3 separate regions of the Mus musculus genome follow, and all the other regions are linked to region 1. A link is a contact called in public ChIA-PET and promoter capture Hi-C data. All regions are on one chromosome and are shown on one strand. The core of a region is the stretch at or near the end of the contact, and the rest is flanking DNA. Distances in the headings are between cores, read along the strand shown. Region 1 holds the start of Pdf (peptide deformylase (mitochondrial)). Region 2 holds the start of 1810019D21Rik (RIKEN cDNA 1810019D21 gene). Region 3 has its middle 10 kb from the start of Mir140.

Region 1 (3,812 bases), core at 809-3,308:
CCACCAGTCAAATCACACAATTGTGTCTACTGACCACAGTGCTGAATTTCAACAAGATAGCAATGAAATGCATTGTTTGAAATGAATTTTCTTTTTCCTTTTTCTTTTACCTTTTTTTTGTTTTTCAAGACAGGATTTGTGTGTCTTGGTTGTATCCCCAGTTGTCCTGGAACTTGGACTATAGACCAGGCTGGCCTGGAGCTCACAAAGCTCTGCCTGTCTCTGCCCCTAAGCACTGGGCTTAAAGGAGCCCCTGCCACCCCTGTTGTGAATGAACTTTCTCTATGCTGCAAGTTTGTGCTTGTCCACATAGTCAGCAGCGTAGACTGCCTCTGTGGTTGATTTTGACATTGTCCTGTAGGTAACCAAAACAATTCTGGCATTCCATCGAGCCGAAGAGGCTGTGTTCAGCAGTGGGGAGCATGAGATCTTTGTCCAGTTCTGCACTGCCTTCCTGGAAGACCTTGTTCCTTATTTGAACCGCTGTCTTCAAGTCCTTTTCCCACCAGCTCAGATAGCCCAGACTTTAGGTAAGAAAAAGGAAAGTTGTGTTTTTTTTTTTGTTTTTTTTTTGAGACAGGGTTTCTCTGTGTAGCCCTGGCTGTCCTGGAACTCACTTTGTAGACCAGGCTGGCCTTGAACTCAGAAATCTGCCTGCCTCTGCCTCCCAAGAGCTAGGATAAAAGGAAAGATTTTTTAAAAAATTTGTTTGTTTGTTTGGTTGGTTTTTTGATATGGGATTTCTCTTCAGGGGTTCCTCTGTGAAACTCTGGCTGTCCTGGAACTCTGTAAATCTCCTGAGTGCTGGGATTAAAGGTGTTCTTCACCACAGCCTGGCTTTTATCATTGTTGTTTTCGTTTTGTCTTTTTAAAGATTTTATGTGAGTGCTCTATCTGAATGCACACCTGCGTGTATGTCAGAAGAGGGCGTCAGATCCCATTACAGATGGTTGTGAGCCACGTTGTTGGGGATTGAACTCAGGACCTCTGGAAGAGTACTTAACCACTGAGCCATGTCTGTAGCCCTTGTTTTTGGTTTGACACTAGACAGGATCTCAGTATATAGCACTGGCTACCCTGGAACTAACTTGGTATACCCAACTGGCCTTGAACTCAGAGATCCTCCTGCCTCTGCCTCCCAAATAGCTGGGATCTGTGCCTGGACTCCAGTATTTACTGAGTGTCTCCTGGCTCAGGCTCCATCCACCCTTACAATGGGGCTCCAATATAACTAACTGTCCTTTTGTATTACAGAGATGCCCTTAGCCTGGCACAACTTTAATACCAGCATTTGGGAGGCAGAGGCAGGACGATCTCTGTGAGATAAGAGACCAGCCTGGTCTATAGAGTTCCAGCATAGCCAGGTCTCAAAAAAACAAAAAACCCAAAAAGATGTTCTTGTTGTATTGAAATATGTAATTGTGTTAAATCTTTTCTCTGAGTGTCCCCTCCCCTGCCCCACACCATCCCTGAGATCTCTGCATTGAATTTAATAACTTTTTTTTTCTTTTTCATTTCTTTTTCCCTACCATCTGGGTCAGGCATTTCACCCACCCAGCTCTCTAAGCACGGAAACCTTGGACACGTGAACATCAGCGCCATCCAGGAACCTCTCGCCTTTATTTTGCCTAAGAGAGAAACAGTTTTCTGTTTAGATGAGCAGGAGCTGGGGCCGGACCTCGTGGCCCCAGCTCCAGAGCTCCCTGCGGAGCAGCGGAGCATGGAGCCTGTAACAGAGAAGAGGGAACCAGGGGAGCCGCTGCCTCAGGAGCCCATGGAGGGGGAGCCGCTGCCAGCCGAGCCACCGAGTGAGGGAGGAGCCATAGGCAGTGTCCCCTGCCCGCAGCCTGGGGAGCAGCCCTGAGGGTACGCGCTTCTGCAGCGGGAAGGTGTGTGCAGTTGCTTTGCCCAGGATAGCGCGGGCCCTGTGGTATTTGCAGCTTTAATAAAACCGACAACTGTCGCCACTCGCCTGCTGTTCCCGACGATGGGCGTCCGGAAGTTACACGGGAACTACGCTTCCCGGCGTCTTTGGCGCTAGCGGAAGGAAGGGCCGCGGCGTCTCCCCGCGCCATGTTGCTGCTGGGCAGGCTGCCGCGGCCGGCGTGGGTTCCGGGGAGCCGGGCGCAGAGGTGCAGCTCCTTGGCCGCCTTGGAGGGCCCGGCGCGCACGCGCTCCTACTGGCGGTACCTCAGGCGCCTTGTATGTGGCGCGCCGCAGCCGCCATACGCGCACGTGTGCCAGGTCGGGGACCCGGTGCTGCGCGTCGTGGCGGCCCCGGTGGAACCCGAGCAGCTAGCGGGGCCGGAGCTGCAGCGGCTGGTGGGGCGGATGGTGCAGGTAATGCGACGGCGTGGCTGTGTGGGCCTTAGTGCGCCGCAGCTCGGGGTGCCGCTGCAAGTGTTGGCGCTCGAGTTCCCGGACAAGCTCCTCCGAGCCTTCTCACCGCGCCTGCGCGAACTGCGTCAGATGGAACCCTTCCCACTTCGGGTGCTGGTGAACCCCAGTCTGAGAGTGTTGGACAGCCGCTTGGTCACCTTCCCCGAGGGCTGCGAGAGTGTCGCCGGCTTTCTGGCGTGTGTGCCTCGCTTCCAAGCCGTGCAGATCTCAGGTGCAGGGGACGTGGGCAGCGGGGTGGTCTTGCTCTCTCTGGCTAGAGACAGTGCAGACACAGCGGCACTCGGGAGCCAACTGAACTCCTGAAGAGCAGGTCAGGCCCGCCTAGATGGGTTGCAGGGTGATTCCTTAGATATGGAGCCTGTCTTTCCCCTTTCTCATGAGTAGGTATATAGATTCCCATGTAAGTGTGTCTGTATTGCACACACGATTTTCCCAGTTTATCGTGGTGGGGCTTGTGTAAGAAAGTGGGACCCAGATTTACCCAGACTAGGGCAACAAACCATTCCATGCTTCACATTCACATTGTTTTATGTAATATGGTTATTTGCTACAGTGCCAAGCTGAAATACCTTTCTTTTGGGGGGGGGGGGTCGAGACAGGGTTTCTCTGTATAGCCCTGGCTGTCCTGGAACTCACTTTGTAGACCTCGAACTCAGAAATCCGCCTGCCTCTACCTCCTGAGTGCTGGGATTAAAAGGTGTGTGCCACCATGCCTGGCATGAAATACCTTTGATAAACAGCCCTTGAAAAGAGTTTTGATTTCTTATCCTTGCCCTGTAGTAGTGCTGGGAATCACGCTGAGTAAAAAGTCGGCACTGGACAAAATTGGGGTACCCTTTCTAGGAGGGATAAGAGCTGTTATCCACATTCACTCTTGGATGCTGCCTCTGTAGATAGGATATAAATAGGCATGGCCAGGGCAGGAAACAAAGTAGGGACAGGAGGTTGGGCATGAGTTCAGCAAAGCCTCACCTCATCGAGCCTGTAACTTCCTTTGCAGGACTGGACCCAAAAGGAGAGCCAGTGGTGTGGTCGGCAAGTGGTTGGACAGCTCGAATCATCCAGCATGAGATGGATCACTTGCAGGGCTGCTTGTTCATCGACAAAATGGACAGTGGGACATTTACCAATCTCCACTGGATGGAGGTGAATGACTAACACTCTCCTTGAATTGAGGATCTGGAAATCCAGCATGCAGACTAAGATGGTCACATCTGTGCTTCAGCTTGGAATTGGTTCCAGTCCGACAGTAGACAGTGTGTGCTGGTCTGAGATGAAGATGATAGAAATGCTTGCCCTGAAATCAGATCTGACAGAATACGATTACAGCAGGACTACAAATGTACCATTAAAGGAGTGGCTATTTCCTGACAATTTCCCATGGAGAGGAGTGGGCAGGCAAACATCCTCTG
Region 2 (3,812 bases), core at 419-2,918, 910 kb after region 1:
AGTGAGCTCTTGCCTCCTGGGCAGGGTTTTGGCCCTCCCGCGGGGTTCCCTGGGCCGTCCTGATCACGTGGCCTCTCCGGGCCGCAGGTAACTCGCCGGAGTAGGCAGGGATAGGCAGCCGCACCGCCCAGCCCCAAAGGGCACCGCGGGCGGGTCTCTGCAGCTCCCACTACACCCGGCCGCAGGTGCCGCCCCCAACACACCGGATCCCGCCCAAGCTCGTCTGTCTGCTGTCGGTCGGTACGTGTGTGCGCCTCGTCGGTCCGCGTGTGTGGCCGAGCGCCCCCTTCCTCTGCGGCCATGACTCCGCCGCCGCCGCCGCCCCCACCCCCGGGCCCAGATCCCGCAGTAGACTCGGCCACAGACCCTTGTCCCGAACCTCAGTCGCTGGTGGTTTTGTTCGGGGCCACTGCCGGTGCGCTGGGGCCGGACCTAGGCTCGGACGAGACCGACTTAATCCTCCTAGTTTGGCAAGTGGTGGAGCCGCGCAGCCGACAGGTAGGGTGGGAAAGAGGGGACCTCGGGACGCTTCAGAGCCTGTTGAGGCACAGCGGCTCATGGGGTTACCCTCGGTGCTTTTAGGTGGGGACGCTGCACAAGTCGCTAGTTCGCGCCGAGGCGGCTGCCCTGAGTCCACAATGCCGCGAGGCGAGTGGACTCAGCGCAGACAGCCTAGCGCGGGCGGAGTCCCTGGACAAAGTGCTGCAACAGGTGAGCGTGGGGGCCCGCGTGGGTGGTGGAACTGCGGAGTGGCAGGGACACTACTTCGAGGGGGAGGGGAGGAGGGGAGACCTGGAGCGACGCGACCCAGTGGCACGGCCAGTAGGACAAGGTCTTGTTTGAAACTTTTGAGCGACTACCGCGTGGAAGCGTGCTAGGCCATTCCCAGAGCCACCTTACCTTCCAACCTTTACAGACATCCACTCCTGCCGAGGAAGTTGACAATAGCGGCTAAGGGATCCATCCCCCCGAGGCCCCTTCCTCTCCCTCCCACTCCCCCCGCTAGCAGAGGACACGTCAGAAATAGGGTCGAGGTGGGCTCAGGTTTAGCGGTAGATCACTTGGTCTCTGCCGCCTGCTCTCCTGGGAACCGCTGAAGCGAGGGCGTCGGGCGGTGTCTGCCTCGGGGGCAGACGCCTCTAGGTGAGGCCGGCTGGTTTAGGCCTGCCTGTCCCAGCTGACTGGCCAGGCGTGGGTGAGTGGGTGCTGTCCGAACATTATCTAGGGGCTACCTGCCCAATGAGCGCAAAGGCCTAGGCGCATGCCCCCTCCCATACCCACCCCGCACCCTGGCCAAGTGGGAGTGAGTTTTCCCTGTTTGCATTGCTCACTCACCCCATGACTGAGTTGTAATGAGTGTTAAGTCCTTTCCTCTTCTGACTCTCGTTCTTAATGAGAAGACCTACAGATGCCAGGTTACAGAAGGGCTCCAGGCCCACTGCTCACCTGGGAGGGTGCTGTAGAAAAAAATCTGGTTGCCTTGCTCTGTCGGCCTTAGATTGGAAAGTGTCACAGAATTGCCAAGGGAAAGGGCCGGATCGTGCTGGATAGCCTTCAGAGTGCCACCCACCCCCCTCTACGAGCAAACAGTTCTGTGCCAGTTGGTCGATGGGGTGTGGGTCAAAGCTCAGGCTGCTGCGAGTGGCCAAGTATGAAGCTCTGTCCTTGGTGGCTCTGTTCCTGGGTTGGTCGGACCAAGGGGCGGGGCTGCCATTGACCATGGGCCTTTTGGCCCTCGGGCAGGTGTGAACCTCCCCCACCTGTCTGAGGGTGGTGCCTGGTCCAGGACAGGTTTAACCTGCTTTGCTCCTCCCCTCCCCACCTGCTTGCCTCACTCCACCAGGTGTTTGCTCTGGCCCGACTCCAGACTCCTGGAGTGTGTTTAATGGGGGCTTGGGTTATGTGCGACTGCTCTCATTTGGCCTAGAGGAGGTGACAGGGAACTAGGCTAGGGGTGGGGATTAGGAGCCTGGGATTTAGGGCAAGGCCTTTTACTTCCCAGGCAGGGTAGGGTTGAACATCCTGATGAACCAGCTTTGCAGCCTGAGTCCCTCCCTCCTGCTACCCCTCCCCCCCAGTTTCAGCTGTCTAGCTGTGAGTCTATGTCTGAGTCTCCACTCCCTGTCCCCAGTTCTCACAGCTGGTGAGCGGGGATGTGGCTCTGCTGGGCGGGGGCCCCTATGTGCTCTGCACTGATGGGCAGCAGCTGTTGCGACAGGTTCTGCATCCTGAGGCCTCCAGGAAGGTATGTCATTGAGGGCACATGGGTACGGTTGGGTTCCCAAGGCCCCTGTTGTAAACACCTTAGGTTACCTATTCACCCCCACTCCCATGTGCTCCCAGAACCTGGTGCTCCCCGACACCTTCTTCTCCTTCTACGACCTCCGCAGAGAATTCCATATGCAGCACCCAAGCACCTGCTCCGCCAGAGACCTCACAGTGGGCACCATGGCACAGGGTATCTGTGACCCATCAAAATTAAGGTGGAGGGGTGACTAATATGTCCAAGCATGTGCATGATGCCGTATGGGCTGTATGAATGTAGACAGGTCTATGTTTTTAGCCTCATTCTTTGGGATACATTTGGAATGTGGACATGTCTGTGTTTGGTCTGAGGACCTGTAGGTACATGTATGAACTGGGCCACAACTAGTGTTTGCTAGGATTCTCTGGGTGTTTCGGGGTGACGTGGGATGTACAGACCTGGACCTCAGTTGTCACTTCTCTGCCTATAGACTTGGGACTAGAAACAGATGCTACCGAAGATGACTTTGGGGTCTGGGAAGTGAAGACTATGGTAGCTGTTATTCTCCACCTACTTGAAGGGTCCAATGGTAAGATTCTTGCCCTGCTTGCCAGCTACTGTCAGGACTGGGTGAGTGCCCATCCCTTCAACAGAGTCCCCTTGCTGACTTGTGACCTTCTCTAAGAGAACACAAGGTAGAAACCCCTCTGCCGCGTCCTCAATGCCCTCACCGGTCCTATTTTTGCTGAGCTTGGTGGAGAGACTTCCTCCACCAGACCCTGCTGACCCCCATGCCATCTCCTCTCAGGTCAGTTGTTCTCGAAGCCAGAAGTGGTAAAGCAGAAATACGAGACAGGCCCTTGGTGAGTGTAGGAGCTGGGATGGGGGTGACAATCCTTGGACATTTCTGATCCTTTGCCCTGCCCCCCACAGCAGCAAGGCTGATGTGGTGGACAATGAGACTGTAGTACGGGCCCGTGGGTTGCCCTGGCAATCATCAGACCAGGATGTGGCTCGATTCTTCAAAGGGCTCAACATTGCCAGGTGGGTGTGACAGGATGGGAGGGGTAAGAGGGCAAGCCTACCCAGGAGGCACTAACAACACCCGGCTCCACAGGGGTGGTGTGGCCCTCTGTCTCAACGCCCAGGGCCGCAGAAATGGCGAGGCCCTCATCCGATTCGTGGACAGCGAGCAGCGGGACCTAGCGCTGCAGAGACACAAACACCACATGGGTGTCCGCTATATTGAGGTGGGGCTTTTGGCTAGAAGTGGAGCAGGGCAAAACTGAGTAAGGGCTGAGACCTATGGGCTGGTTTCTCTACCTGCAGGTATATAAAGCCACAGGGGAGGAATTCGTAAAGATTGCAGGGGGTGAGTGTGCCCATAGAAGGTCCTAGTTCCCTTTTGTCTTGATCTGTACCCCATTCCCTACACTCACTGTCTTTTGGGTCCCCTGTGGGTGCACGCTACAAGGATTAACTCAGCAAGGGACCCCTGTCCTTCCAACCTAGGCACATCACTAGAGGTGGCCCGTTTCCTATCACGGGAAGATCAAGTGATCCTGAG
Region 3 (3,812 bases), core at 550-3,049, 510 kb before region 1:
TCCAGGGTAAGCAGCGACAGGTGGTAGGGATTTCTCAAGTCTGACAATGAGGACAATGTTATCGGGGAATGCAAAAACAAAGCATTTCCCGGTTTTTGCTGTTGCTGGTTTGTTGAGGCAGGTCTCGTGTAGCCCAGGCTAGCCTTTAAATCAGTTATGTAGCTGAAGATGCTTTTAACAGCGGAAGGAATTACAGGTGCACCCAAGCACACCTGTTCTTTTTATTGTTGACATTTTGAGACAGACACCTGCTATATGGCCCATGCAACATTGGACTATATAGGCTAGACTAACGGTAAGCCCCAGTCCTTCTGCCACAGTACCCTGAGTGCACACACATACTGTGTATGTGACAATAAAGAATGGACTTGAGGCGGGATCACAGGAGTGGGAGAGAAAGTAATGAGACAATGTGCTCATGTTTAAAGTCTAAAAAAAAAAAAACAAAAAACAAAAAACCTCAGTAACAAGAGAAAAAACAACCCAAACTAAACAAACAATAAAAACACCCTGAAATTTATATCCAGTAGACAGCAACCCCCTTCCCCCACTCTTGGCAATTACTATTTACTTTTTATCTGCAGTTCTGGCCACTTCATATAAATGGAACCTTCGTGTTTTTCTTTTTGTGGTTTGCTTGTGTCACTTGGTTGCTACAATGAAGACATTGGAATGGGAGCTGAGGATGTAGCTCCGTTGATATTGCGTGTGCTTGCCTATTATTCACAAAGCCCAGAGCTCAGCCCCCAGCCTCTGTTGTGCAAGCCCAGCACTTGGAAGCCGAGGGAGGGAAAAACAAAGGTCAAGGTCATTCTCGGCTCGCTAGCAAGTTCAAGGCCAGCCTGGGATCCCTGAGACCCTGCACGGAAGAGGGCGAGTGGAGCAGGGGAAACAGCTTAGGAGGTAAAGGCGCTTGCCACCAAGGCTGATTTTGATTTGATTGATTCTCTGAACCCACCTGCAAGTTGTCCTCTGACCTCCACACTTATGCAAGGGCATGGGTGCCCCCTCCCCCCATAAATTAGTTTAAAATGTAACAAAAATCTTATAAATCTGTTACACCTGCCAAGGCATGTGCTCCTGACGTCATCACTCTTGAGGTGAAGGCAGGAGAAGCAGCTGTTCAAAGCCAGCCTCAGCTACGGAACAAGTTTGGGGTTAACCTGGGTTAACCTGAATGAGCGCTTGTCTCAAAAATGAACAGGGCTGGGGAGGTGTCTCAGTGGGTCAGAATGCTTGAGGACCTGAGCCTGAATGTCCAGCACCCATGCAAAAAGCTTGAATGGCTGCTCAGAACTTGCCGCCCCAGCATTGAGAGGCAGAGACAGGCAGATGTGGGAGCTGGCCGGCTGGCCAACCTGCTTTGCTAAAACAGCTTCTGGCTCCATGACAGCCCATCTCAAACCAGCAACTGTGCGGAGCTGCAGCGGGAGACACTTGCTCTGTCCACAGCATGTGCACATACAGGGGCTTGCAGCCTAGTACTCACATGTACCCCCCACCCCCATGCACAGAGAGTTACAACAAAGCCGAAAGAAATCAAACCGAGGCTTCCAAAATGGCACAGCAAATTCTTGCTTCACTTTTCTGATGTAAATAACAATAAAGCCGCACAAAATAGAAGCCCAGTTTAAAGCCTAGATCTCGATGCTTTCGGTCAGAGGCTGACTGTGCAAAGCACTAAGCAAGGCTCAAACTGGGGAAACGGGAAGCATTTATAACGTGCTGCTACACAGCGTAAGTAAGGGTAATCGGAAGACAGGAAAGGGAAACCAGACACTGTAGCCCATGCCTGACGAGGTCACGAGTGTGTGTGGGGCACAGTAAAGAAACTGCTGACGTGACCTCTCCATTAAAGACGATTAGAAAGCATCTGGGAAGAAATGAAAGCAGATGGGACATGGCCAGAGTTAGGAAGCAGGAGAGAAGGCACGGGGGTGGGGTGGGGGTGGTGGTAGTGGGGTGGTGGGGAAGGTGGAGAGGAGAGGGGAAGGGAGAGAGAGTGCACACCAGAGAGCAGAGACTAGAAAATACTGAGAGCACACGTCGGGAGGGTTCTAAGTACGAAGAGTAGCTGTGGCGAGGGACAACCTTTGAGGGTGGAACACTCATTTCACAAGTCCCAGAGGTTTTCATTTCTCCACCAGAAGTCATCTGGAGGGCCTGAGACCTAACAATGGGGAGTTGCTGGTGTGGTGACAGGTCTGAATAGCTCCAGTACTGAAAGCAACTGACTGGGACCAAAATGGCTGAGGGACCAAAGAGTGTTGGGGACCTTTGGGCACAGACCATTTGTGTGTCTGAATTTGAACATTTTACATTTTTAAAACAAAAGTGTGCTTGGGTATGGGTGTATGTGTGTGTTTGTGTGTCTGCTATCCCAGTGGTTGGGACAGAGCAAGAGGATCAAGCCCCAAGCTGTGCCTCACGGCAAGAACTGTCTCAAAACCTAAGAAACCCTCCTGTGCACACCAATCTAGCTTCCAGGAGTGTCTCCTAGGGGCCCGCCTGAGGTCATAGGACAAAGCTACGCAGACACTGGCAAGCGGCTGGACCATCAGCGCGCAGCTCACCTCAGGAATGCAATGGGTCTGCTACAGAACATTCACGGTATGAATGACACGTGACAGTGAAGGAATGAAACCCATGGTGACCAACATGAGAAGTGCCACCCACATCTCATTAATGAAAGAAGTCACTCAACAGCTTGGCACCATAGAGGCAGAATGCTGTGGAGTTTGGCACTACCCTGGTCTACATAGTGAGTTCCCAGACAGCCAGGCTATATAGTGTGATCCTATCTCAAGAAAACAAAACAACAAAAACTTTACTATGAAACTTTTGTGTATCAGGTGAAAGTTCCTCATAATTTTATCAAAATATAATGTTTCCTCAGCAAGTGGGAAAAGAACCCTTTGGAAGGGCAAAGAGCTAGGTTTTGTGTACTTAGCTAGAACACAGACCTGTTTTTAAGTCCTCACGCCCCAAAATAAGACGGGGGTGGGGGAATGAGAAAGGGAGAAGGCTTTGGAACTGACAGAGGTGAACTGGTCAGTAAAACTGCAAGGCAGCCAGTCTCTGTCTCCTGGAATCAACACAGAACGTGGGAGTCATTTGATATCTAGGCATCCGATGGTGGTCTAGCTCATGCATGTTTGGCTTTAAAAAACTCTTTTGATACAAGTATGTTTTGTCTGCATGTATGTATGTGCATCGTGTGTGTGTGTGTGTGTGGTGCCTGTAGAGATCAAAAGAGGGCCATATATCCCTTGGAACTTCAGTAATAGATGTCGAGCACTATGTGGATGCTGAGAACTTAACCAGGGTCCTCTGCAAGACATAAACACTCTTAACTACTGCGCCCTATCTACTCCCTTCTGTCTTTTGTATTTATTTACTGAGGCAGGGGCATTCTGTGTAGCCTAGCCTCAAACTTGAAGCAGTCCTCCCACCTCAGCTTTCTTTCTTTCTTTTTTTGTTTGTTTAAGGACAGCATTTTATTGCTACCAGAGGCTTTATCAGCAGTACATGGTCTGACTGCAGTGCCTTCAGTCTGCAAAGGGAGCTCAGGGTCCAGACGCTGCTCAGAGAGAAACAAGGGAATAACTCCTTATCAAGAAAATCCTAATGGCATAATATGAAACTAGGGTACTGAATTAAATTATAAGTTACAGACTCAAATCAGGGCTGCCCCAGTATCTAGACAGTTGCTTCTACTGATTATAAATGAGCAAGAACAGATCAGTTACAAAAAATTACGTGTATATTACATCCATGTTTCTTTGGTGAACACCTGGATATATTAACCTTAT

Evidence for each region. Promoter capture Hi-C pulls out the DNA fragments that hold promoters and counts their contacts. ChIA-PET counts read pairs in DNA pulled down with a chosen protein or histone mark.
Region 2: a promoter capture Hi-C map of hippocampal neurons shows a contact between it and region 1, with 7 times the contacts expected there. The contact joins the promoter of 1810019D21Rik here to the promoter of Pdf in region 1. A contact is called at or near these places in 7 of 39 promoter capture datasets (the 3T3-L1 cell line, the C10 cell line, hematopoietic stem and progenitor cells and 2 more) and 1 of 115 datasets of contacts at active chromatin or transcription factors (pancreatic cancer cells).
Region 3: a contact with region 1 is called in an RNA polymerase II ChIA-PET map of memory CD8 T cells, with 6 read pairs. The contact joins the enhancer-like site here to the promoter of Pdf in region 1. A contact is called at or near these places in 1 of 39 promoter capture datasets (pre-B cells), 4 of 115 datasets of contacts at active chromatin or transcription factors (the SCID.adh cell line, embryonic stem cells, fetal liver and 1 more) and 1 of 9 other capture datasets (liver).

Annotation. Positions count from the first base shown.
Region 1 is chr8:107,046,860-107,050,671 of GRCm38.p6, reverse strand. Pdf (peptide deformylase (mitochondrial)) reads left to right here and starts at 2,058. Exons shown (of 2, transcript NM_026513.2): 1 at 2,058-2,611; 2 at 3,401-3,812. The coding sequence starts at 2,074. The coding sequence ends at 3,558. Cog8 (component of oligomeric golgi complex 8) reads left to right here. Exons shown (of 5, transcript NM_139229.4): 4 at 362-530; 5 at 1,542-1,963. The coding sequence ends at 1,864.
Region 2 is chr8:106,133,256-106,137,067 of GRCm38.p6, reverse strand. 1810019D21Rik (RIKEN cDNA 1810019D21 gene) reads right to left here and starts at 1,668. Exons shown (of 4, transcript NR_040346.1): 1 at 1,447-1,668. Esrp2 (epithelial splicing regulatory protein 2) reads left to right here and starts at 94. Exons shown (of 15, transcript NM_176838.2): 1 at 94-498; 2 at 583-711; 3 at 2,132-2,245; 4 at 2,344-2,458; 5 at 2,736-2,834; 6 at 3,054-3,108; 7 at 3,179-3,289; 8 at 3,363-3,495; 9 at 3,575-3,617; 10 at 3,758-3,812. The coding sequence starts at 301.
Region 3 is chr8:107,559,323-107,563,134 of GRCm38.p6, reverse strand. No RefSeq gene overlaps it. Among named protein-coding and RNA genes, the nearest start is that of Mir140, 10 kb to the right of the region's middle. Within about 2 kb of position 1,799, at least 126 of the 459 cell types and tissues checked have an H3K27ac peak or open chromatin away from gene starts, as enhancers often do. A contact at or near this core is called in memory CD8 T cells and pre-B cells, where this site is marked.